2 separate regions of the Mus musculus genome follow, and region 2 is linked to region 1. Evidence: chromatin contacts called from public ChIA-PET data. All regions are on one chromosome and are shown on one strand. Each heading gives the region's core, a stretch centred on a gene start, on an enhancer-like site or on the middle of the called end of the contact. The rest is flanking DNA. Distances are from core to core; before and after follow the strand shown. Region 1 has its middle 39 kb from the start of Gm41320. Region 2 overlaps Eif3h (eukaryotic translation initiation factor 3, subunit H).

The links. ChIA-PET counts read pairs in DNA pulled down with a chosen protein or histone mark.
Region 2: a contact with region 1 is called in an RNA polymerase II ChIA-PET map of effector CD8 T cells, with 16 read pairs. The contact joins two enhancer-like sites. A contact is called at or near these places in 1 of 15 datasets of contacts at CTCF or cohesin (CD8 T cells), 1 of 484 Hi-C or Micro-C datasets (MC3T3-E1-derived osteoblasts), 3 of 115 datasets of contacts at active chromatin or transcription factors (CD8 T cells, effector CD8 T cells and embryonic stem cells) and 1 of 9 other capture datasets (adipose tissue).

What each region holds. Positions count from the first base shown.
Region 1 is chr15:51,733,363-51,739,118 of GRCm38.p6, reverse strand. No RefSeq gene overlaps it. Among named protein-coding and RNA genes, the nearest start is that of Gm41320, 39 kb to the left of the region's middle. Within about 2 kb of position 2,813, at least 22 of the 459 cell types and tissues checked have an H3K27ac peak or open chromatin away from gene starts, as enhancers often do. A contact at or near this core is called in CD8 T cells and effector CD8 T cells, where this site is marked.
Region 2 is chr15:51,799,161-51,805,059 of GRCm38.p6, reverse strand. Eif3h (eukaryotic translation initiation factor 3, subunit H) reads left to right here. Exons shown (of 8, transcript NM_080635.1): 3 at 5,701-5,868. Among named protein-coding and RNA genes, the nearest start is that of Gm41320, 27 kb to the right of the region's middle. Within about 2 kb of position 1,624, at least 61 of the 459 cell types and tissues checked have an H3K27ac peak or open chromatin away from gene starts, as enhancers often do. A contact at or near this core is called in CD8 T cells and effector CD8 T cells, where this site is marked.

The DNA.
Region 1 (5,756 bases), core at 1,564-4,063:
GGGCCATTTTCTTAATTTGTGATTGAAGGGGGAGTGCCCAGCCCACTGTGGGTGGTGCCATCCCTGGGCTAGTAGTGTCCTGGGTTCTATGAAGAAGCAGCTAAGTAAGCCAGTAAGCAGCACCCCTCCATGGCTTCTGCATCAGCTCCTGCCTCCAGGTTCCTGCCCTTTTTGAGTTCCTGTCTTGACTTCCTTCAGTGATGGACTATCATGTGGAAATGTCTTGACTTCCTTCAGTGATGGACTATCTTGTGGAAATGTAAGCTGAACAAACCCTTTCCACACCCAACTGGCTTTTGGTCATGATGTTTCCTTGCAGCAATAGAAACTCTATCAAAGGCACTTCCTCAAAAATTTATCTTGGGATGGAAAGATGGCTTAGCAATTTAGAGAGTTGGTTGTGAAAGATCCTGACAGAATGTAAAAGGTCACAGAAGCCCTGAAATTGGCAAGATAGACATCAGTGTTAGCAGAACTAGCTTCACTGATTTAGAAAAATAGAGGTGCACAATGCTCTGGCCACTCCTGGAACCTGTGTGTCTGCCAATGTTCTGACCAGGTGTGTGCCCATTGCTGCACCTTCATTAGACTCTTTCCTTGTACCCCTCCCATACCCATTTCTTGAGAATAGACATTGTTTAGATCTGGAAATCCCCTACTCTCCCCCCTCTCCTTTCCCCCCTGAGGGCCTATAAAAACTGGGACCTCTTTCCCCTCGAGGTCGACTCCTCTACCCCTTCGTGGGATATGAGTCATCCCCAGAGCTCTGGCTTTCCCCGAATAAAGCCTCATGTGGTTTGCAACAAGCTCGGTCTGTCGTGAGTTGTTGGGTGTCCACTATTGTCCTAAGGCCTGAGCGAGGGGCTCCTTTCGGAGTCTTTCAGTTGTTCTTCCAAAAGAGCCAGGTTCTGTTCCCAGTACCCACATATGACCCACAACCTTCTATAAATTCGATTCTACGGGATCTGACTCCTTCTTCTGGCCTCTTCTGACATTAGATTTGCATGTAGTAAGCAGACAAACATGCAGCAAAAACAATTATACACCTAAAACATAAAATAAATTTCAAAATATCTTTACTTTGAAAACGTTCAATCTCCTTTCTTTTAGCTTGTGAAGGGCATCCTGTTATCTATGTTCATTCCTCTGTCCAGTAGCTCGAGGTTCCTGATTCCATTTCTGACCTAGTCATCTCTAAAAAGAAATTAGACTTTAAGAATCCTCGTTTCCTGTGGATAGTCTCACAGCTTTATTAGGGGAAACAAATTCTGAGTATTTTTTCTACTGTCAGTCCTCAGCATGTAAGTATCAAGTTAGTAATATCTTTGTGTTCTATTGTTTTAGAATATTTGATTTTTTTAAACACTGCCGTTTGAGTTCCTGAAAGTAGTTTCATCAAAAACAATTACATGAAGTTTGGTTTGGGATTAGAACAGAATTTCCAATAATTTCTAAAATGGCCCTCAGCATACATCTGCCGTTTTTTTTTTTTCCATGTATTTATGCAAAGAAATGTTCTCAGGACAGGCAATTGGAAAAGCAAAATAGCTATCAACTGAGCAGAAACCTGAAGACTGAGGACCTTGCTCGATTCCATATTCAGACAAAATGTCTTCAGTTTTAGGTAAGAACGAAGCTCATTCACCCCGCTTGCTTTTGTCTTTACAGAGCGTGAAGTTGTATGCATGTCAAAGATATTTTAACAAGACGCTTATTTATGGCTTACTATCAATAAATGTTTGATCTTGTGTCTGTCTTTTTTGTACTGTGTATTGTATGAAAATTTCTTAGGTCCACACTAGTTGTAAGTAGAACAGGGTTAAGAAGCCCTTCTCTAGCCAGGCGGTGGTGGAACGTGCCTTAAATCCTACAGAGCAAAAGCAGGTGAATCTCTATGAGTTCGAGGCCAGCCTTGTGTACCCAGTAGGTTCCAGGACAACCAAGGCTACTGCACAGAGAAATGCTGTCTTGAAAAAACAAATTAAAAAAACCCCAAAACACTACCAAACAAAAAAGCCCTTCTCTAACTCACCACATACTTCTTTCTTTTTGTCTCTTTTTACGTAAACGGGTCTATCACCCGCATTTGTTTTTTTCTTACTATGTCAAAAGACTCTTTGCTCTCCTTGGGTTTCTAATATAAATAGAATTAGCAAGTTAAAAAGCCAACCAATGAGCCAGCCAGCCAAGCAACCAAGCAAACAAACACATAAACCACAAAGGTGTCTTCCCAACACCCACAGGACCTCCTCCACCAACCCATTTCCTGGCGGGGCTTCTGTGTTTGTCTCAGGAGGCCTTGTGCCCATGGCAGTGGTGGCTTCTTCAGCCGATGCTCTTATTTTGAAGGTAACTCACTGGAGCCAGAACGCGGGTTACTGTGCATGCAGAGCAGGCCACCTCTTCCCAAACTCAGGCAAACATTTGGAGCACAGATTGCAAAGCACCTGAATTTGAAATGTTTATTTCTTGGCTGGCTTTTATTTTCTTCCAACTATCAAAGGAACTCTGGCTCGAGATGATGCATTAATCACTTGTCTAATTTCATTTCTTAAATCCCAGTTATTTTTAAATGATAAGTAACATGATTTGCTGCCCTTTTGGAGTTAGAAACCTGTTCAGAATTTAGAGTGATAGCTGCTTCTTTGTTAGCAGCCTTTAGATGCGCTTTTTTGTTTGTTTGTTTGCCTTTTGTGATGGTTAAATGCTTGTGTTTCTTCTTTCTGGAATGCATGCCCCTTATTGATACAGTTCACGCACTCTGGGCTGTCTCACTTAGACGATGCTGACTCCCAGTAAACTGTGATATGGTTGATGCTTCTATAGATAAGTGAGCTACTACTCTGACCTACCCTGATTATTATGCAGTCCACTTGCTTTCCATCCTGAGGCCCTGAGGCCTTGCTAAATCGGGCTGACAGGATCACTGATTGAACTCTTCTGTGACTCAGTTTCTGTAGCCTGCGATGCTAAGCCTGTGATGTGTGACACTGATCACACGGGACATATGCACTTGTATGTATGTACATGTGAATTGCCAATCCAAGTCTTTCACCTTTTCCTGTGCTGTGAGTGTAAGCACAGCCAGGTCCTTTAAGGACTGATATATATCCATTGTAGGGTGTGTGTGGGTGGGTGGGGGTGGGGGGCAGTGGCACAGACTAGGTAGTCTTTGTGTCACTGAATGTCATTGGTAAGTTAGGTGGCATTATAGAATGAATTACGTTGCATAGAAAATTCAGATGTTAGTGTTTTAATCCTCTAGTGTCCCAGAATGTGAGCATATTTGGGGAGAGGGCTTTTAAAAAGGTCTAAGCTAGAAATGCAGTTTTCACTGGTGAGTCCAGTCTTATAAAAATCTTATAAAGAGAAGAAATGAGAAGACAGGGGTGGATGGATACCCTCCCCCACCCCCCATCCACTCAGACACATAACACATGCACACAGACACACAGATTCAGGAGAGAGAGAAAGACAGAGACAGAGACAGAGACAGAGACAGAGACAGAGACAGAGACAGAGACAGAGAGAGGATTTACTTGGAACGAAATAGGGGGCAGATGGCCTTCTACAAGTCCAGGGTAGAGGCCTTGGATGAAACCACACTTGTTGAACCCTAGTTTCCAGCCTTTAGGCTCCAGAATGTGATTCTCGTTGACGTGGTCCTGATAAACTAATGTAGCTAGGGGCGGGGTCACCTTCTGAACTGAATAGTACATATTTATTAGGATGGTCAGGGAGATGTTATGTGAATTTTCTTAACCCTGTAATTTCCCTTCCTGTAAACAGACTTTCTGTCTTTGGTTCTTGATTTGTTGTGATCCTCCATGTGATGATTCAGCAATGTTCTGTTTTAGATGCCAGATAGTTTTATGTCAACATGACACAGGCTAAATCTGAGAGGAGGGAACTTCAATTAAGAAAATGCCTCCATAAGATGGGGATGTAGGGCATTTCCTTTATTAGTGATGGATGAGGACCCAATCCCATTGTGAGTGTACCACTCCCAGGACTGATGGTCCTGGGTTCTATAAGAAGGCAAACTGAGCAAGCCATGGGAACAAGCCAGTAAGCAGCACCCTCCATAGTGTCTGCATCAGCTCCTGCCTCCAGGTTCCTGCCCTGCGTGAGTGTCTGCCCTCACGGCATTTGATGTTGAACTGCTACAAACACAGAACTGGGTGGAATAAAGCCTTTTCTCCACAAGTTGCTTTGGCCATGGTGTTTCATCCCAGCCATAGTAACCCCAACTAAGACCCAAGCCCAGCTTCATGGGCTCCTCAACTTACAATGGCGCTACAACCTGCTGAGTCTAAGTTGAAAACATTGTAAGCTGAACACACCTAGGCTCCTAAAGGGCCCATCTTTGCAGCATAGCCTGCTGGGTTCCTTCAGTGTTGTCATGCCTTCCTCTTCTGGTGGTGGGGATGACATTGCCTGCTATTCTGAGAGAGAGGGTGGCACTGTGAACTGCTACCTGGAAGGGGCTCAGCATATAGATATAGTTCCTTCTGACTGTCATTTCCACACTGTCAGGGAGTTAGACAGTCAGAAGGCCACAAGTCAAGCTGTAGTAAGTGGTGTGTGTGTGTGTGTTCATTTTGTAGTCTGAGAGGGCAATGGACTGTGGAATCCAGTAATCCCAACTGTGATTCGAAGGCTGCTCCTCTACACTGAATGAAGAGGAAGAAGACACTACTGTCACCAGCCTAGTGTTCTGCCATGGGCTTTGTGCAATCATGGTTCCTCTTTATTTTTACCATAGACTTGCCTGATGTATGTGTGAACCCTATTTCACAGATGGAAAATCTGAAGACATGGGAATTACTCTAGTTCCAGCAAGCTGGCTTGCCTACACATTTCAAACACACTGGCTCCAGTTGAGTGATCCAGGTAATTAAAAAACCCTCCCCCTTCCCATATTCTGTTTCTCTGAAGCAAAAAATGAATGCATGAGTGCCAGTATTCTGCTTGCCTTCCTCCCTTTATGTAGTCCAGAGTCCTCCATCTTGTATGGTCTGGCCTGTAGTTAAGATGGTTTTTCTCTCATCAACTAACAAAACCAAGATGTTCCCTCACAGACAGTCTCAAAGACTAACCTCAGCCTTGACTGTCCTCATGGGTGTTCCCAAGGTTTGCTTCTTAGGTATCTAGTTCACAGTGACCACTTCTTATTGATAGATTCTTCTCTCATACAATACATCCGGACCACAGTTTCCCCTTCCTCCACCCTTTACATCTCCCTCCCCCACCACTCCTCTCCCCCAGATCCACTTCCCGATCATTTAGCTTCAAGAAGGAACAGGCCTCCAAGAGACAGCAGCCCGACATGACAAAACAAGATACAATAAGACAAGGCAAAGGCCCTCATGGTGAGACTCAACAAAGCAACCCAGTAGGAGGAAAAGAGTCCCAAGAGCAGCCAAAGGAGCTAGAGACTTACCTACTCTTATTGTTAGGAGTCTCACAAAAACACCAAGCCAACAGCCATAACATACTCTCATGGTTCAGACCCATGCAGGCACCATGCTTGCTGTTTCCATCTCTGTGAGCCCATAAGATCCCTGCTTCATTCACTCAGTGGGCATGTTCTCTCGGTGTCCTCTGTCCCCTCTGACACCTAGAAGCTTTTCTCTCCCTTTTCCTTGGGGTTCCTCAAGCGCTAAGGGGAGGGACCCAGTGGAGACCACCAGTTTAGACTCTGCATAGTATCTGATTGGGTCTCTCCATCCTTTCCCACCTGCTGCCAGAGGCAG
Region 2 (5,899 bases), core at 375-2,874, 67 kb before region 1:
TTCAAATAGTTACATAAAATGTAATGTCTTGGGAGTCTGACTTCACATTGACTCCGGTACCTAAAAGCCTTTGGAAGTGGTCTTCCCACTTAATGGCTTACTGGTAGTGCTTTGTTACAGTGCTGGAGCACGAGGAGCCACGGTGACTCCTCATTGTAGCTTCTGGGGTATGTCTGCTGCACTTTATGAGTCAGATGCCATTACTCCACATCCCCAGCAAGATTCTCTGAAGGAGAGGCGCCCTAGGCTTTCGAGTCAGAGTCCTAAAGGCAAATTGAAGTCACAACTGTGGTAGATGGTTTTTGTAAAAGCAGTCCCGTAACCGTGATTAGCTTGTTGGAGTTATTGTGAGCTGGGTAATGTGCAGGCCATTTGTGAAGTCAGACTAGGAGATGATCACTATGGTCTAGTTCTTTTCTTGTGCCTAGACTTGGGTTAATTTTATATAATTTTGTCAAGACAGTAGCCCTTTCATTTGTAAACTTCGAGTTACTTTGGTCCCGAGTGTAGAGGGAGAGAGCCAGCTCCTTGGCTTCTACAATGCAAAATACATACAATAAACGCTTTAGAAAGATGATAAAGAAGAGGTATTTTAGATGACTAACTGAAGGTGTAAGGAGATGGTTAATAATTCTAGAGTGACAGTTCTCTGGTCCATATGGTAGGCCCGGAGTAACTCCAGACACAGCAGGTCAGTATAACATATCATGTTGTTTTCAGGGTTCTTTGATTTAAAAATAAAACAAAAGGAAGCCCTGGGAATGTGGACTTTTGAAGGAGTAGTAGTTCCTGGGCACTCTGCCTCAGGGCGTTTGTAGCTCTGAGCACTTGAATTCAACTCTTGCAAAAAAGGTGCCTAAGAAAGTGAAGGCGAGGATAGTGGGCCAGACCTGGACCGACCGCAGGAGCGTGATTACCAGACTCTCTGCTGACTGCGCAGGCCTGGTGAGTTAAGGCCTTGGTAGAGGTTCAAGGGATTTTTTTCAGCTTGAAAGCCCCCTCATATTTTGGCAGCACTTCCCTTGTATCCGAGTGTAGCTTTTATATTAGTAATTTTGAGTTGACTTGGTGGTAACCACCAGTTTGTCTGCAAAGTTTTTATTTGCTGCTTCTCGGTTGGTTAGGTGCGTGCCTTGATTTAAAATGTTAATTACATTTTATTTACAGTGTGGAGGAGGTAGGGGTGTGTGAGTGTGCATCTGTGGTGATCAGAGAACAACTTGGGTCTCTCCTTCCACACTCTGGGTCCCAGGGATAGAACTCAGATTCCATCAGGTTTGGCAGCAGGTGCCCTTACCTGCTGAGCCAACTCGGAACTGCTGAGCCTTACCTACTGAGTGTTTTTGAGCTAAGAATACTTTCTTCCCCAAACTGTTGAAATGCAGTTCTAAACCCTTCTGTTGAATACTATTATCAGTTTAAAAGTAGTTCCTCTTCAGAAGGACTTTCTCTTTGCCATGTTTCCCTGGGAAATTTCCAGGAACACTGGGCTATTAATTCAGAAGTGAATACCACTGGATGGTTGCTTCCATAGGGAAACTTTGCACCCAATATGGACATGTGTGACCAGGGTCCAGCTTAGAGAAGTTGCCAGCTCGTTGCTTCACTAGTCTGAATTAGCGCAGCAGTGGTGAGATGTAGCTCTCTATTAAGGGCCTTTTTTCCTTCCCTTTTATTTCTTTGGACTTGGCTCTCTTCCTTCTGTTGTGAGCCACTCTCTGCATAGGAAATGCTAGTGTGGGGTAGAACCCAGTCATAGTTCTCAAAGCTGTGGGCTCTAACTTGGCCTCACCCACATAACCCGAGTCTTCTCTGTTTATCTGTGGTTTATAGCTTAAAAGGATTCTGCTCTCACCTTCTCTGCTCACTGTTGATGGACTAGCAGAGCCACAAAAGATTGTTAACCTAGCAATCAAAATCCACAGTGGCCATTCTTGTTACCTATAAAACTTACTGTAATTGTCTCATCAGCACTTCATGGTTTGTTTCTTTGTGCCTACTGCAAGTCCTTAGAAGAAGATGGCTGCCTACTGATGTGTCACCTTAACTGAGTTGACTGAGTGGCTGCTGGGCGTGTGGCTTTGGTCTGGAAAGTTTAATGGCGCCGTGTGCTGCTTGCTTCTACTTAGCTTTAGCAGCAAGGGTCTTGAAAAATTGGGTGGGTGGATAAGGACCACTATGACAATGTTAGAACAAGGACAGTCCCTAAGCATCTGCAGAGAGATACTCAGTTCACAGGGCTGTTTGTGAGCCCTGTCTGTTCCTTAGCTTGCACGTTGCAGAAGCGCCACTTTCTGAGCTTGACCCACGTGACCTCTCAGAGAGCATGTGCTTTGGCCTGGGCCCCTCTCATCTTCACACAAGAGCTCCAGCCTCACAGTTAAAGACTAATCTTTATGATTTCTGTGTTATACCTCCACAGACCTTGTCAAATGGCAGTGTGTTTACTTTGTTACTTGTTTTAGAGGCAGAGGCTTCCTTTGTATGCCAGGCTGGCCTCAAACTCAAGATGGATCCTTTTGCTTATCTCTCTGAGTGGTAGCATACAAAATGTGACTTAAGAATTCTCAATTCTTAACATTAGGTGATGAACTCAATTACGAGGCCAGGTAATGAACTGACACTTAAGAACGGGCCAAGCACAGACTCGTTGTGTAGTAATGAAATTCCAGAGTACTGGAATGTTTTGTTTGTTTCTATGTAGATCAGGATTGCCTTCTTCAGCTCTTGACAGTTGATCTCTTATCTTTGTTTCCCAAGTGCTGAGATTTCAGGCATGCACCACATATATGGCTTACTTTGGAATTTCTGAAAGTAGTTGTGTTGAGTTACTTTTCTTTGTTCTTAGCCCTTTCATTTTTGTATTCATTTGAGGTAGGTAGGTGATTTGTGAAGGAGAATCTTGGTCATTCTCTATGGTGATGAAGAGGGACTTGTGTTTCCTTGTTCCTTCCTGTGATAATCAGGTCTCCTATTTTCAGTTCCCAAATTTATTTATGCATACAGCAGCCTTGGGGCTTGTATCTATGGCTTGTCTAGTTTACAGAAGAGCTTCATCTTCATTAGTCTTCTTGGAGGTCCTGTAGACTAGGGAAGAGTCGGGGAAGCTGGACATTTGCTGCTGATCTTGGAATGTTTTAAACCCCTGCGAGGCATTCTGAAAATGCTTTTATAAAGTCCACTTTATCCGAGCTATTTGAGGAGAGTCTCTTAGCAAGCTTATAGAGTACCCCCCAATGTATTTTAAGTCCTAGTGCATGCCTGCTTTAGCTAATAGACAAGTCATTGTTTGTAATTAGCATATCCAGAGAACAACGTGGAGTCCTAGCATTTTGACTGGGATGAGTTCTCAGATGTCTTTAGAAATGGGGAAACCGAAGATCAGAGAGAGCAAGAACCCCACAGGGACAATGTCAGCGCTGGCAGGAGTGCTCCAGCTCTTTTTTTCCCCCTACTGTTCCCAGTTGGCAGATGGCATTAAGGTTTAGCTGCTCACTAGCAGATGTGTGGTAGATGCTGGCCATCTTATACTAAGGCTCAGTTACTCAGAATGCATTGTTTTTAATGATATTTGTTCTGTTGATTGTTCGATAATTTCTTCCATCTCTCTACTTTCAATTTAAAACAACCTCGCAAATTTAGTTTTAGCTCCCATTGTACTGATAGCATTAGGGCTTTGTAAGTTAAATTTGATTAAAATTAGCCATTAACTTAAGAGTATCATAGCTAGAGACTGCTTCCTCTAGGGTATCATTATATGTAAACTAGATAGTCTGGGTTGTGGCTTATTTACTCTTCTTTAGGTTAAGTAGGTAGGGGTTGAACCGAAGGCCTTCCATGTGCTAGGAGGGTTCTTTACCACTGCCTCCAGCCCTGGTTGTGGTGTTTTAAACTGTGGTTTAAAATATAACATAAGACCTTGTTTTCACATATCATTTATAAAATTGCAAAAATAACAGGATTTATAAAAGTGTGTAGCATATTAATATCACCCTCTGCTGTAACTTTTAACTTTTTATTTTATATGTATAAGTGTTTTGAGCACATGGTATATGCACCACTTGCATGCATGGTGCTCACAGAGTTCAGAAAGGGTATCAGATCCCATGGAAATGGAGTTTGGGATGGTTTTGTAAACCACCTTGTGGTGCTGGAAACTGAACCCAGTTTCTTTGCACGATAGCAAGTGCACTGAACTGCTGAGCCATTTCCAGAGCCATACCTGTAAAAAGAAAGGAAAGGACAACAGAAGTAGCATGGCCAAAGGGTAGTGGGTGAGTGCATCCACATGGAAGAGAGGTGCATGCACTTGTGTGCGTCTTGACAGCACACAGTATCCATCTCTGTCACATTTCCTGTGGAGTTGAAATGTGCCCCTTCCAGGTGTAATAAGAGCACTTTGGGGCTTTTCTTTTGACAGTTTTTCAGTAGGTGAAGAGTTTGCAATGATCTTCTAGGCCTTGAAATAAAATATAATTTCTTTGTCCAATAACGTGTTGAAAAACATTGTAATCTGAGTCCTGTTTGCTTTTGAAATTTTGAAAATTCTTGTATTATTTTTAAAAAGTTATCAGATCTAGTTAAGCTGGGTGGCTAATCTATGCAGCCCTGCGTCCATTCTTCATTATAGAAATAGCTGAGGTAGTGAGTTGACTATAAAACTTTCCACTTTATTTTGTGTTTGATGCACATTGTTAGGCTATGGTGCTTATTTTAAAAGATTCATTTACTTACATGTGTGTGCATGCATGTATAAGTGTGTTTCTTGGGTGTGTGTGTGTGTGTGTGTGTGCTTGCTTGCTGAGGGTGTCTAGTCCACAAGAAGTGTAGTTGCATGCAGGTAGTTGAGAGCCAGCTGACATAGATGCTGGGAACTAAACTCAGTTCCCTTAACCTTTGAGCCATTTCTCCAGTCTTGTATTGCTTTTTAATGTCATCTATTATGAATTTATACCTATCTATTTATGAATTTATACCTCTTTTTCTAGTAATGTTGCTTTAAATGAATAATATAGTCATTAACTCAACAGGAGGCAAGTCATCAGACCTTTCCGTTGTCCGCATGGTGCTTAGTACAGCCGGTCTAGTATAGACTACCCTCTGTTAACACAAGCAGGTGCAAAGAGAAGAGAATGCTTTTGAAAATAATGCAGTCTATGCAGTAGGGGGCACTAGATGAAGGCAAAAATGGATTCTTCTGTTGAATTAGCTGTAGCCTGTGTCTGGTTCGTATGTAAGTGACGTGGTCATTGTTTCCCCTTCATTGTTTTCTTGATGGATTTAGTTCTTAGTTCCAAACACTATGTGTGAAGGAGACAATAACTAACTTAATTCAGACCAAACGATCACAGTCTAATAGTTGTACACCTTTTCCTTACACATTTACTGTTCTTTGGAGTTTTAGGATAGAGAAGTAGGGACAACAGTTGATAATTCCTTATTTAGAACAAGTCATTAAAATTGTGTTTTTAATACCTTTTAAAAACAAAATGGAATTTTGTTAAAGAGAAAATGGAAAAGACCAATTATTTGAAGTGATTTGAAAACTTTGTTGTTGTTATTGGTGGTGGTGTGTATATGTGTGTGTGGGTATGTGTGTGTGTAAAATGGATATAATTAACCAATAGCTAATGTTGGTGGCATCATTACATGCTTGGGTTTTTGGTTTTTTTTTTAATTCCTTTCTAATCTATCCTCCAGTACAGTATCAGATGGAGATGATGCGCAGCCTTCGCCATGTCAACATTGATCACCTCCACGTGGGCTGGTATCAGTCCACATATTACGGCTCCTTCGTTACCCGGGCGCTTCTGGATTCTCAGTTCAGCTACCAGCACGCCATTGAAGAGTCTGTCGTCCTCATTTATGGTTAGTAGGAGGCTCCTTTATTATTCTTTTC